2 separate regions of the Zea mays genome follow, and region 1 is linked to region 2. Evidence: chromatin contacts called from public Hi-C data. All regions are on one chromosome and are shown on one strand. Each heading gives the region's core, a stretch centred on a gene start, on an enhancer-like site or on the middle of the called end of the contact. The rest is flanking DNA. Distances are from core to core; before and after follow the strand shown. Region 1 holds the start of LOC103641531 (primary amine oxidase). Region 2 holds the start of LOC100384492 (eukaryotic peptide chain release factor GTP-binding subunit ERF3A).

Region 1 (7,393 bases), core at 4,280-6,779, 200 kb after region 2:
TTATATGTGAGTATTAGTTTCGGACCCAAGTTTTATAGACGTCGTGACTAAAAGGTCTGCACTAGTCCCAATTGGTGTTACACCAGCCAGGACTAAAGGGTTAACACCCGGGTTAGATCGAAAAGAAAGCGAGCATCCAAAGTCCATCACAACCGATAGCTCCATGCATTAGCTGATCATACCAACAAAGTTCTCATTTATCATAACCGTTTTCGAATATTCGTTGTTCGTTAGTTCATTTTTAAACTAAACCGTGACAAATAAAATAGAACTGACGGAGTACTATGAGATACGGCCCATGCATTAGGTTCGTGGTACGTACTAATAAAGCTTAGCAAGAGCACAACACACAGCAATGCATGCAAGCTGATTGATGGGTCTCCGGTTAATCAGTTCGCCCCCGGCCCTCCTAGTAGGCTACGCGGCGGTGGAGGCAGTACAGATGGGCAGATCATCCTCTTTGGTCGGGCGCTGCTTGAGGATGGGGTTGCTCTCGAAGAAGTTGACTGGCTTGAGGTCGAAGCTTGACGACACGGTGGGCATGATGGGGAAGTCCTCCTGGCACGGGATGTGGTGGAACCCCAGCGTGTACCACAGCACCAGGTCCTTGTTCTCGATCGGACGGTCTCTGCTCGTCGATCCACGTCAACGCAAGCACGCATTTAATTATTATTATTATATATACATATGATGGAGGAATGCATATATATACACGTACCTCTCGGACCAAGTATCCAGAGTGTCCTCCCCTTTGCTCTGGTACACGAACAGGCCGCCGGCCCATTCCTCGCTCTTGTTGTAGGGCGTCACCCATATCTGTTTGCATTGTGTTTTCATCCACTAGTAACTGTGTCTGACTATCATTAACATCTCAATGAATCAGTTCCTCTGTATTATAATTACTATACCTGATTGTTTGTGAAAGCACCCCTCTTCTGCGGCGGATCCTCCGGGTCCAGCAAGCTCGCGGCGGTGCCGGCAGGGACGACCTTGTAGCCAACGGGGTTGCCGACGCGCGTCTTCTTGGCGGGGTTGACGACGTGGAACTCCGCCGGGTGGTAGAGGCTGAGGCGCACCCGCGCGTCCTTCTCGGTCTCCGCCACGCGGCGGGTGGCCCTGAGGTAGCTCCTCCGGGGCGACTCATCGCCGGGGCCCGTCTCCTGCCGCGCCATCTCCACGCGAACGAACGAGTTGTCGGCGCCGTCGACGTCCATGTCCAGGCGGAAGGTCACGTAGTGGTCGTGGATGACGCCGATCACGTTCTCCGAGAGCAGCGTGCCGTGCATGTCGCCCTCGTTCCCGCGGGCCTCGCTCAGGTGGGAGTAGGACGTGCCCTTCACCATCAGGATCCCGCTCAGCCCAACCTGTGTTGTCGTCGTTGTATATTGTAATAAGTCGGGGACGATCTTTTGTAATTATAAAAATAAAGCGCTGATAAAAAGAAGGAAAATGACGTCCATATTGTTTTCTCTTCACATCATACTAGTAGCCGCCGAGTTGGAAGATTAGCTGGCTGACTATATGGCTGAATGAAAGACGGCCTACATTAATTTGTGTGCGTGTGCCCATCATATCGGGTGACGTGAGAAACCACGAACGACTACCAACAACTGCAGTCGCTAAAGCGATCCTTTCATTTCATAGCGCAGTGTACATGAAACAGATGGTGGTGGTGAGTGACAAGCACAAGCACAACCAGACAAGCAGTACGTACCTTAATGCGGACGAGACCGTCCATCTGGAACTCCCAATCCATGATGTAGTCGTAGTTGGCCACGGACGCAACCATCCGCGCCACCAGCGTCACCTTCGGCCGCGACTCCCTTATCTGCAGGGGGGGCACCGTTTCAGAAACAGAGTCAGATTTATTTGAGATCCCGTACGTGTCATCATCACTTGTGTTGTGTCTGGCTTAGCAGCATCGAACGCTCCATATACTAGTACAAAAAACAAAATTACTCGGCGTCATCTGCGCTGCTACGCCTAGGTAGTCCAATACATTATAATTTACACTACGGTCTCCTACATGCATGTCGGCCGGCACTTCACATACGACAACACATATATAAACACAGACTCCAGTATACAGAAATGCAGAAATTATTCTTCCCGTTTTGCGGTGCTGCTAATATAATAATACAGTACAGTATAAGAACAAATTAACCAAATGGTCAACTTTGGGGTGTTTAGTTTCTAGAGACTAATTTTAATTCCCCCGTTCTTTTCTATTTTAGTCTGAATTGTTAAAAAAGAAAACTAAATTAGAGTTCTAGTTTTTGTTGTACTTGACAATTCAGAAACTAAAATTAAATAAAATATAGAGACTATAAATTAGTCCCTATAAACCAAATACCACGATCATTTTGTGATGCACGAATAATAATCATGAATAAATGTGTCAAAGTGGACTCACGGTAGTCGATGTCATTCGTTTGGCATCCGGCGTGTCACTAGCACTTAGGCCAGTGTTTTACTGTCGTCCACTCCTTAATAATCTTTTTGCTTTGTAGAAGTTTCAACTTTTCAGAGAAAAAAAAATCTGGGAACGAAGTGTTTGTGTGCTCTTGTTCAAGATTCTTTCCCGTTCTTTCATGACTAGCGTTTGAGGCGTGTCCTTTCAGGAGAAAGCAGAAAGGGACCTCTACTGTCACGTTGAAAGCATCACTGATGATGTGTACAACACCACTGTCAGTCACAATTTTTTGCTACTAGCTAATAATAAACATAAATTCTGATTTCATTGGCTAAATTTCGTATTCTACCACATGCGTAATCATAAACATTTAGCCTTTGTTCGGTTATTGATATTACATGTGTATTAACGGAGTGTATTGTGATTGAAATGTATTTTGACTTGTTATGGATTTAAACCGGCTCAATCCCACCCAATACATGTGGATTATCACCAAAACGAACAAGCCCTTATCAGGAAAGGTTGAATAAGGCTCTGTTTAATTCTTTTAGTCCATGCAAAGTTTAATTAGAAGATTAATGTTTAATCCATGACATGTTTGGTTCTAGGGACTAAAAGTATTTAGAATGCATTAAATGAATCATAAGATAATTAAAATACCCTTAACATTTTTCCGCTATTAGCGCAACTGAAATAAAGAAGAAACAAAAAGTGAAATTTATATGGTTTAGTCCCTTTTAATTATCTCTTGAGAGACTAGAGACTAAAACAGTTTTTTCCCTATTTTAATCTCACTATTTAGCAATTTAGAAACTAAATAGGACTAAAATAGATAGACTAATATTTAGTCCCTCAGACCAAACAAACCAAACGGGGTCTAAGCACGCTGTCAGATACTATCAAAGCTTTTGTTTATCGCATCTATACAATTCAAGATTCTCGCCCTTAGTCCTAGTGCCGGGAATATCTTTAACACACTCTTTTGTCAGCTAGCTTCTGCCGCAAGTAGGTAAAGAGCCTATCGTATTGAGGAGGGAACAGCTACCTGTACCTATCTAATGTACGTAACGTATGTAGAGATGTCCAAACGGGCCGTCCGGGCCCGGTGAAGCCCGGCCCGTTTTAGGCCTGGCCCGCCAGACACGGTTAGGAAACCGGGTCGGGCCTGCTAAGCCCACGGGCTTGATTCTCTGTCTGAGTCCGGCCCGTAGTGGGCCTGGCTAAAAGCGGGCTAAGCGGGCCGAAAAGCACGTTTTAGTGTAAAAAAGCGGGCTTAACGTGCTTAGAGGTAAACGGGCTGTGCCGAGCTAGCCCACCGTGCCTAGTTTCCTGTCCGAGCCCGACCCGCTTATTCGTGCCGAGCCGGCCCGGACCCGCATAGAACCGGGCCGTGGCGGGCTCGAACCGGGTCCAAACAGCGGGCTTCGTGCCGGGCTCGCGGGACTCGTGCTTTATGGCCATCTATAAACGTATGACAAAACCCTAGGCGTCTCGCAACACAACAAGGATCGGAGAGGACAAAATGACGAGTGCAAAGAGCACAACTTACGTCCAAGCCGGTGATGGGGCTCTCCGAGTGTCTCCACGCGACCTCACCGGCGTACCGCTCGAAGACGCAGATCATCTTCTCGCGCACGTAGGGCCGTCCGTCGGCGGCCACGAACACGCCGTCCAGGTAGCGCGCGTGGCGCGGGCAGTCGTTGAGCGGCACCAGCGGCATGGCCTGCAGGCCGAAGCCGTACTCGCCGGCGTCCATGTACGTCTTGAAGTACCACGCCTCGGTGGGGTCCATGTACGGTACGAACAGCTCCGACGCCATGCCCTTGTACAGCACCTCCCGGTGCGCGCCCGTGCCGGGGTCCTGCACCCGTGCGCGCGACACCACCATGCCGGCGCGCGCGTCCGCCTTGAGGTGGAACTCCCACCCGCCCCACCGCACCGTGTGGCCGTCCACCAGCTCCACCCGCGGCCCTGACGACGGCCCCGGTTCCATCGACGGCGCCCGCACCTTCTGGAACCCCGCTGTCTGCTGGTCGTCGCCTTCGTCTTGCATGTGGCGGGAGTACCGGTAGTCGGTGTTGGCGGCGGGCGGGATGGGGATGCCGGCGCCGCGGTCGGAGATGCGGACCACCTCCCTCGTGTCCATGTCCACCAGCACGGTGAGGCCCTCGATGGGGCGCATGTAGAAGTTGGCGGTGCCCTCCGCGGAGAAGCACTGGATCTTGATCAGCCGCCGGTTCTCCTCGCTGGGGCCGTACCACCCGAGCGAGATGGGCAGGCAGGCGACATCGGACAGGCGGACGCCGTGCCGCTGGATGGTCGCGTTGAACGCCGGGTCCCTGAAAGGCGTGTAGCAGAGGAGCACCTGCTCGTCCATGGTCATGGTCGGGTACCCGGAAGCTGGGACAGGCAGAGGAGTCACGGCGCCGCTGGCGAGGTCAATGGCCAGGACGAAGGCCTCACCGCGGAACCGGACCACCGCCACCGCGCGCCGCGGGGGCAGCGGGTCGACGCCCTTCCGCCAGCTCAGGACGACGGGCTTGTCCGGCTCGTCGAGCGCGAGCGAGTGCACGAACATGGACGACGGCGACGATGCGAACGGCGGGTGCGCGCGGAGGAGCTCGCGCGCACGGTTTACCTCGCTGATCGTCAGTGGGTCGAGCGGGTGCCGCGGCACGTCGTTCTCGTGCGACGGCGGCTTCTGCTTAATCCGGTCGGCTTGCCGGCACCCCCACGGCGCGAACCGGGTGCAGCTGCTGCCCGCGGTGGCTTCGTCATCGAAGAGTGAGGTGGTGGGTGTGTCGATTCCACGTGGGAGGCGGAAGGCGGAGCGGACGACGAGGAGCACCAGGGCTGCGCCAAGAGCAAGCAAGATGAGCCGGAGCAGGGAGGTGGAGCGATCCATCAGAGCAGCTCTCTTCTTTTTTTCTCGTTTCTTTTTTGGTCTTAAGAGTGAGCTACCGAGTGAGAAGCGGGTCAGTATATGTACATATGGCGAGGTGTGTGGCTGCGCTCTTTGGCAGTCGGTGGCACTTGGCAGGGAATATCCAATGTGGACGTGTACGGACTACGGAGTCGTGTTTTTTTGAAGGAATTATATATATCATTAGAGCTGAAAAAAAGGCGTTTAAATGAACTAAATGAACTAGTGTATAGAGCTCACATGTATCATTAGAGCTCGAAACGGGTCGTGAGTCTCCGAGCTATGGCTAAATGAACTAGTGTATAGATGTTTAAATGGGTGGCCCATACCGATCCGACCCTAGCAGGTGGAAGCACTGTCTGATTAAGCACGACACAGTTAGACCCGAATACGTATATGTGACGTGTTGGGCTACTCGACAAGCTCAAACCAATGAATAAGCCAGGCACGGGATGGGCCAACTATGAACTATGTCGGGCCAGCCCGATAAGCATGGCTCGAGAACAAACCATGTTAGCTCAACCCCGCCTCAATCTTGCGGTTGCGTACGTACCCGACGAAGAGCACGTTGAACAGAATGGGTCGGCGAACCCAACACCTAGGCCACGACGTATGACGACACCTAGGACATGTATGTACGTAGACGTACAACATTGGATGACGCTACGTATGTAGCCTTAGCTGCTAAACTCTGACTTACTTGCCTCTAGCGAAGCATCCGCATGTGGCAAAGGCGACGGAGACGGCGGGGTCAAGTGCACGCCAGAGATGTGGTTGACGGAGTAGAGTAGACCACCACCAAGATGGTCACCAAGATGGTCAGGCCCCACATGGCGCAGATGTCTGGGAACGTTTGGCCACTCTCTCGGACCAGGCCGATTTCAAAGCTCGATTAATAACGGGCCATGCCCGGGCTAGCCCAATTGCCCTAAACTCATGTCGAGCACGACACACTGACTGTGCGGGGCTGGGCCCAGACCCATAGCGAATTGTGTCGGACTTTGCTAGTGTTAGGCCTAAAAACGGGCTTCGTGTCAGGCTCATGGGCCACGCGCTTCTTAGACTTGTATAGTGAAAGGGAAATAGGCTTACACCTTTTACTAAATGATTTTGGTGGTTGAATTGCCCAACACAAATAATTGAACTGACTAGTTTGCTCTAGATTATACATTCTACAGGTTCCAAAAGTTCAACACAAACCAATAAAAAGAACAAGTTAGGCTTCAAAAGAAAGGAGCAAAAAGGAAACCAGAGTGTGCCCTGGTCTGGCGCACCGGACTTGCTCTAGATTATACATTCTACTGGTTCCAAAAGTTCAACACAAACCAATAAAAAGAACAAGTTAGGCTTCAAAAGAAAGGAGCAAAAAGGAAACCAGAGTGTGCCCTGGTCTGGCGCACCGGACAGTATCCGGTGCACCAGGGTGAATTCACTAAAACTCCTCAGCTTCAGGTTTCTCAGGCGCAGCTCCACTATAATTCACCGGACTGTCTGGTGTGCCACTGGACTGTCCGGTGCACCAGCGGAGCAACGGCTATCTGCGCGCAACGGTCGACTCTGACGGATGAACAGTGCAACACAGTGTCGTGGCAGAAGTCAGAAGTCAGTGCAACACAGTGCCACATGAGGACAGAGCCTCCAACGGTCGACCAGCTCCAAGCCCTAACGACAGGATGACGTGGCGGTGCACCGGACACTGTCCGATGGCGCACCGGACACTGTCAGGTGCGCCCATCGCCAGCAGCCTTCTCCAATGCCTACAATTTGGTTGGTGGCTATAAATACCACCCCAACCGGCCACTTCAAGGTGTGGGAGCCCAAGCAACATTCCAAGTCATATAGTTGACATATCCAAGCCCTCCCAACCACCTCTATTCATTGATCCATCCTATACACAAGATTTAGACCACTACAACCCACACAAGTGCCACAAAAGAGAGAGCAAGCAAAACAAAGCTTCTCGTGTGAGTTTAGCTCTAGTGCCTTGTGAGATCCATTGAGAGAAAGTGTGTGCTACATCTTGCGTTCATTTGAGCGTGGAGATTTGACTCCCATTG
Region 2 (6,850 bases), core at 2,440-4,939:
TATTTATATATATATATATATGCATATATATATATATATATATATATATATATATATATATATATATTGACACAAAAAAACAGTTTTAACTAGGAATCAGGAGTTTTAGCTAGGCTCAGATGAAGACATCTTACACAAAGCATGTGCATGTACTAATTAAGCTTCCAAGTCAAAGCATCAGTCTTAAACATAGAACAGAACAGAGGAGATGGAGGAGGAGCAGATAAATAGCAAAGGGGGAGACTGGAAGACTGGAGGAGCAGCAGAACTATGGCGTCGCTGACCCTGGCGGGCGGCGGCTGGGGAAGACAGGAAGAGCCGAAGAGGACAAACAGACAGGTGGCGACGGCAGACCTGGTCGACTGTGGAAAAGGGCCTGACCGGCGGCGACAGCAGCAGCTTCCACAAACTCTTTCTTTCCCGCCGTTTTCCTCTCCCACGCAGCAGTTCTCGCCTTGTTTCCCTTCTCTCACGTGCAGCAGCAGCAGCTCCCACCTCCCACGCGCCTTTTCTTTCCCGTCATTCTTTTCCACCCTTCTTCTTCCCGCCCTTCTTTTAAACTTTCATGCGATTTTCCGTGCGCCCAGGCCCGCTTCCACGCATGTTTTTCCGCTTTAGCATGCACAGCACAAATTAGGCGTCGCCTACGCGCGCCCACCGCGGAAAACAGCGCCTATGGCATAAGCGCTGCGCTAAGGCATCGCTTAGCGCCTAATCACGATTAGGCGGGCGCTTAAGCACGCTTTTTTGAACATTGGGAAAAAATAATAAACTTAAGGATGTGTGTGCTGTCAGTGCTAAATTTTATAAATGAAACATGGCCACCTATTTGGGTTTCTAAAGGGATCCAAAAATGTCTATGCAAGCTAACAAGAAAGGCAGAGAACTACACTGTGGGAGCACTACAAAAATGTTGAGGAACAGAATGCCAAGTTGATTCTTGTTTTGTGCAAGGAAACATAGAATCAGTGGATAAATCTTACCCATGGTTGGTAAGGAGACCAAGCTCTGTTGTCTTTCCGGTAACACGACACTCAAGGAGCTGCTCGGTGGGCCGCAAAGGCTAAGCGCCTAAGTTTTGTCATGTAGGGTCGTTTGTTTGTCATTGCGTGTGACGCGCTTGTACTCTAGAGTGTTGGTGTGGTGAGGGGCGGACCACATGCCTCCCCTCATGTGATGTACTGCTATTTTTCTTTCTTAATAAAATGGCACGCAGCTCTCCTACGTCGTTCGAGAAAAAAAATCTTATCCATGGTTCTAAAAAACTAAATGAACTTTCATTTACTCTCGATTAAACCTGAAACTGACCCCTAGTGTCTCGTATAGGGCCTGGGCATCCAATAAAACCATGGACATGTCTATGCAGTGTGTGTAGATGTGGGGCAGTGCTTAAACAGCACATAAACACAAAAAAGTGATGGCCTGGCTGGTTTGGTGGCTATGTGTGACCGCGCCGGCTGGCATGAAAAAGGTATGCAGAAGAGCCAGTGAAAAGGGAGACAGGACATTTGAGGATCAAAATTGCAAGTCCCTTGATGCTTCTTTGCAAGTTAGCAAGAATTGGAATCACAATTGTCTGAATGTGTTACAATTTCTTCTGAGATTGAAGTTGAGCATTTAATCTAAGCCATATGTGTTTCCAGAAAATAATAACTAATAAAAAAGCACAAACGCTTAAGGGGGTGTTTGGAAGCAAAGTATTTTTGGAGTTTTGAGATAAAACCATGGTATTGGAGAATACCATGGTATTTTTTGCCAAGAGGTGTTTGACTACCTTGTAAAAAAAATATGTTTTGGATACCATAGCTTGGCAGTTACCATGGTATTTTTGGAGTGTTTGAAACTCCAATCCCAAATTTTTGTCTATGACTAGCTTCTTGCACATGTATAATAAATAACATGGTTTGAGATATTTTTGTTAGAATACCCGATTAGGGTTTGGGGTTTTCCCCGTGTAATTACTGTCTCCCCCTCTGTAATGGGCCTGGCCCAGTTACTCCAGTCTATTAATAGATTACCCAACCCCTGTTAGGGTTAGGGTTTCCAATATGGTATAGAGCCAGTTTTTTTTCTTTTCCCCTGTTAGGGTTAGGGTTTCCAATAACTTTGTCTCCGAGTGATGTAAAAAATACTATGGTTATGCCAATGGCATTTCAAAACTATAGTATTCAAAAACCATGGTTTTAAAATACTTTCCTTCCAAACAGCCCCTAATATGTTTAATCTATGTTTAGTCCATCTAGGTGCTAGGAAGTGGCCTGGTGGCTTTTGGTGACTTGGTCTTATCTAAGATCGAGTTGGACTAGGAGGAATGGTTTTTACATGTTTGCCTATGGCAGGCATGTTGCATAAGAGGATTAGCACATGAGCATTCAGACATGAAGCATATCTGTGGAGCTGCGGTTTCATTTGCTGGGTTCTAGGTGTGATGCACGAGGAAGAGAGGTAGAAGTGTCTTGGAGGAGTGTGTGGCAGTCTACATGAACCACAAGGTGCACACAAATGGGTAAAGGAGCATCTATTTCATCAGACATAAGAATTTTGAACCATGGTTGTCAGAAGTTCCCTTACTTGCTCTAATGAAAAATCTCACTCAAGGGATTTTCCATTCATGAAAATGGCCAGTGTCCTAAAAGTTGGTCACCTAGCGTGCTTAGGAGCTAGGCAACACCCTTCTCCTAAACGCTTAATTGCTACATAGCCTTCCTAAGTAACACCGCACTTCATCAGACTTTTTTTAAAAATTGCACATGCATCGCTATAAATGTGTCTGATCAAGCACACTTATTTGGAAATTGCAAATGCATGGATTGATTGTTGTGTGGTCAAGCAAACAGCAACAACAAAAGATGAGCCAAAGAAAACCTTTTCAAGGACAGTCTATAGAATCACAATTACAAACAGACAAAAAAATAGAAGCACAAACTGCTAATGTACAAACCACCTATGGATGATCGTCAACTTACTCATAGAGGAACACAGAACTACAAGCATATCATGCCAAAACAACATACACCCAAGAATCCTGGCTCGGGTCTAGCTACAGTAGCTTGCGTGGACCGGGTAAATCTAGTAGTTGAATTTCGCTTTGAAGACATATCCCTGCCACAACATAATCTCCATCGTCCTAATTTGTTTTCCGCGGCAGCAAGCCAGCAACCCCTATAAACGAGACCCTGACCCTCATAAACCCAAATCTACGCATAATCGAGGGCCATAGCACTACAGATCGGCGCCTAAGAGGCTTAGATCTAAGCAAATAAGCCGTATAACAGCACGAGCGAAACATAGGTAGGTAGGGCCGAGAAGGGCACCTTCTCCCGCAACCGCGGCCGAGGCCGAGGGCGCGGGCGGGGTATCAGCGCCGGAATCCACTGCAGCTACCTCCGGGGGGGTGGCGCTTGATTCGACGGACATGGGCTCCGCGTCGTCGCGAGCCCAATCATCGACGGTGGCGTCCTCCGGTGGCGGGACTGCGTGCGACGACGCCTCGGCGTGCGCGTCGTGCTCCATCCCGCGATGCGAGGGCAAGGGGAGCACGAGGTGGCGGCGGCGGTGGAGAGACACTGCTGAGCTTGGGCGCCGGATGTCTAGGGTTTTTGCGTGTTCGGCGTATTTGGATTGTGTTTCAGCCAGGGGTGTGGCGTGTGGCCGTGTGGGCGGTCGGACAGTCGGTGGCTGATTATGGCCATGTTCAGCTTATTTCAACTTCTAACTAACTACTATCAAAAGCTGTTGTAGTCTTGTAGACAAAAACACTCAATTTTCTATAAAAATTAATTTGATATAACCTATTCAAAATCAACATAAACACAAAATCAGTCGAGTCGTTGAAATAGTAAGAATTCGTCATTTTTTAGATCATGAATTATATGGACAACTTTATCTTTCTGCGCACGTAATTCCAACGATACCTAGATTCTCCCCCACAGTCAGATTCTTAGAAAAACTGGTCAGAAAAAAGCTAAACCAAACAGGCCTGCTAGCATGTTTGGATGCCGATATTAGAGCATATAATTAGAAAATTAGAATCAGCTTTTCTAAATTTATTGTTTGGTTGCACACAGAATTGAGATTTGGAATCGTATATTTAATTCTCTGGAATTGGACTATAACTACAAACTCTCTTTCTCCATACCGAGTGTCACCCCTCTACATTGCATGGAATTAGACCACACAATTCCAAACTCTAATTCAGCAACATCCACACAACAGAATTGGAATTACATCTCATTTTAATACAATGACTGATTTGATATTGAATCCAATTCAATTTCACGCCCTCCAATATCAACATCCAAACGGAGCATTACTGATGTCGTGACCCGCTGCTACGTTGTCTGCGTGCTGTATATACTAACTCCAGCACTCAAATGACTTTCATTAACTATTCCAGCCCCTCTCTTATCTCATCTATTATCTCATCTCATATTTCAAACTTTATTATATAAATAGTGATATCTATAGTGCAAATCCACTATTTTACAAGATCTGCTATGGACAACCTTACTTGCCTACCATAACTATTCATCTCCGCCACCTATAAGATTATCTCCAGCAGCTTACTCATCATCATACTCATACTAGCTGAGTGCCCGTGCGTTGCAACGGTAATATATAATACCAGTATACTACGATAACTTATATATAAAATGTGTGTTATATTGTTATGAGAAAATGTTTCATAATCAATTTGTGATCCTAGCCATACATAAATTTTGTTATTTTAATCTAGTTGTTTCACCACTACATTGCAACCATCAGTATCATGCAGACTTCGATATATGACACGATTTGTATGGTCTCATCATTAGAGAGCACGTTCCACATATGCTGGAAGAAATTTCCTCGTACATCGTTAGTCATCAGACACGCACCACCATACGCTCTTGCTTAAACAAAAAGGTAAATGTGTGTGTTTGCGAAGAGAATTAAAGGTAGGTCGGCACAAAAGCTACCCTGACGGTGGCGAGGATGACGAACTGGTCACTGTTGTCGATCCTCCTCTGCGTCACCTCCGACGCTAAGATGACGCCACAATCCTCGATATAGTAGTCGTCGAACGCGCGCGACATGACGAGTACCGATGACTCTTGGTTGGGCTGCCAAACGAAGTGTACCCCGGGCTCATCAGCGAGGTAGTACCCCTGGCCGTTGCACCACCAAATGCGCTACTCCACTACATACATCATGTTCGAGGACACTCACACAACGTCAGCAACGTCCATCGTCCCAGCGCACAAGAATTCATGTCCGGTCAGTAGCGACTTACGTGGTAGGTTGGGCTTCAGGTGGACGATGAGCTAGACGACGTGATGGCGTCGTCGTCAGATGCGGTGTCCAGAACAACCCGAGAGTCGTCGATGTTGGCGACAACCATGAGGCCTCCCTGCTTAACGATGGATAGCGCGGTGCAGCTGCTCTGGACCGCGTCCAAGTGGTGGCTTCGCGGGAGCTTGTCGTACACAGCGGCGCATGCGACCACGTAGTACTGCTTCTAGAGGTCGAACTGACAGTCGCCAAGCTTCTTCTCGTCATCGATGAGCGACGCTAACGTGAGTGCCTCCTGCTCATGGTGTTTGTTCGGAGTTTCAAGTAAGAAACATGGATTCATGCTTGGCGTTGGTTTATGAAAATGACTCAGAAGTCTGATCTATGGAAAAAATATTACGGAGAAAAATGTCACGCATGCAAAAAAAGAATTTAAGTATAATACATTATTCAAACAAAAGAAATTGCATACAAAGCTCTTCTTTAAATAATATTACCTCCATCCAAAAATCTAATTCAAGAATCTCGGTGATACTTATCTACTATTACGCATTGTGAAAGGGTAGCAAGTGAGCTTGGTGAGAGATGTAGTAGATGTGTTTCCTGTCATAAATGTAGACATAAACACATATGTGGTGTAGTGGTAGCTACTCCTAGCCTTTGCTTAAGAGGTCATGGGTTCAAATCCCCTTGAGGACATGTGTTTTTTTTAATTTTAGCTAGACGTGGACTGTACGGGGGAATGATGGGAATGACAGACATGGGAATGGGAATGGGAACGGTGGCAGAACAGGAATGACAGAACAGGAATGGTGGCAGAACACGAGAATGGTCGACTACTCTTGCAGCCTTAATAGTAGTAGAGAAGAGATTTAAACTTCACTCTACAAAAAAATGCAATCTACAAGTTACAACAATGGTGTTTGGGGTAAACTATAAGTAAACTGCTAGAGCTGGCCTAAAATAGGAGTGGCTCCATCTGCTACCCATTCTCACGAGGTCTCCTCTCCGCAGCCAAATTGTTGTCCTCATATGTTCCCCATCCACCCACCTCACGCTTCGTTCCGACTGTTGGTCACTTGTTTTCAATTGCTACATGCATACAAAATAAGGCAACATAAGTTAAGAAGTTTGAACTTTTGTCCTTATGTTATTATTTCTTCGAAGTAATAACTTGAGGACGAAGGTTCTTGAGGGGCGATGTGTACAAAATGATATTGTGTGAAATGACAGTGAACAATAAAGTATGAGACTCATCTCATGTGCCTTAACATTCTTTATTCCATCTCCCTTCGTGCTAAACAAGTTTACAAACATACATTCGACTTCTTTGCACAAAATAGCTTGAAGATACTTTGAAGGCTAAGCGAAACGAAGCTTAAGGCCCTTGATAGGTGAATTTATATATGGCATTGCTCACCTATTTATAGGGAAGTTGAACTGTATCTCATGAAATTACATACATGCCCGCAAAGTTTACACACATGATTAACAAGTGATACAAGGGCAATACTTCCTTTTCTCTTTCTTTCTTGTCGCACAAGACTTTAGCTTCTCCCCCCTCGTCACTTCGTAGTTG

What was found. Hi-C and Micro-C count contacts between places; a contact is called where the count stands out from the background.
Region 1: a Hi-C map of leaf mesophyll shows a contact between it and region 2, with 3 times the contacts expected there. The contact joins the promoter of LOC103641531 here to the promoter of LOC100384492 in region 2. A contact is called at or near these places in 8 of 25 Hi-C or Micro-C datasets (bundle sheath, ear, leaf and 2 more) and 1 of 3 datasets of contacts at active chromatin or transcription factors (leaf).

The regions. Positions count from the first base shown.
Region 1 is chr10:105,842,226-105,849,618 of Zm-B73-REFERENCE-NAM-5.0, forward strand. It overlaps LOC103641531 (primary amine oxidase), which reads right to left and starts at 5,530. Exons shown (of 5, transcript XM_008664867.4): 1 at 3,963-5,530; 2 at 1,715-1,828; 3 at 909-1,364; 4 at 719-816; 5 at 147-628. The coding sequence starts at 5,318. The coding sequence ends at 418.
Region 2 is chr10:105,646,279-105,653,128 of Zm-B73-REFERENCE-NAM-5.0, forward strand. LOC100384492 (eukaryotic peptide chain release factor GTP-binding subunit ERF3A) reads right to left here and starts at 3,690. Exons shown (of 17, transcript XM_008664865.2): 1 at 3,315-3,690. The coding sequence starts at 3,513.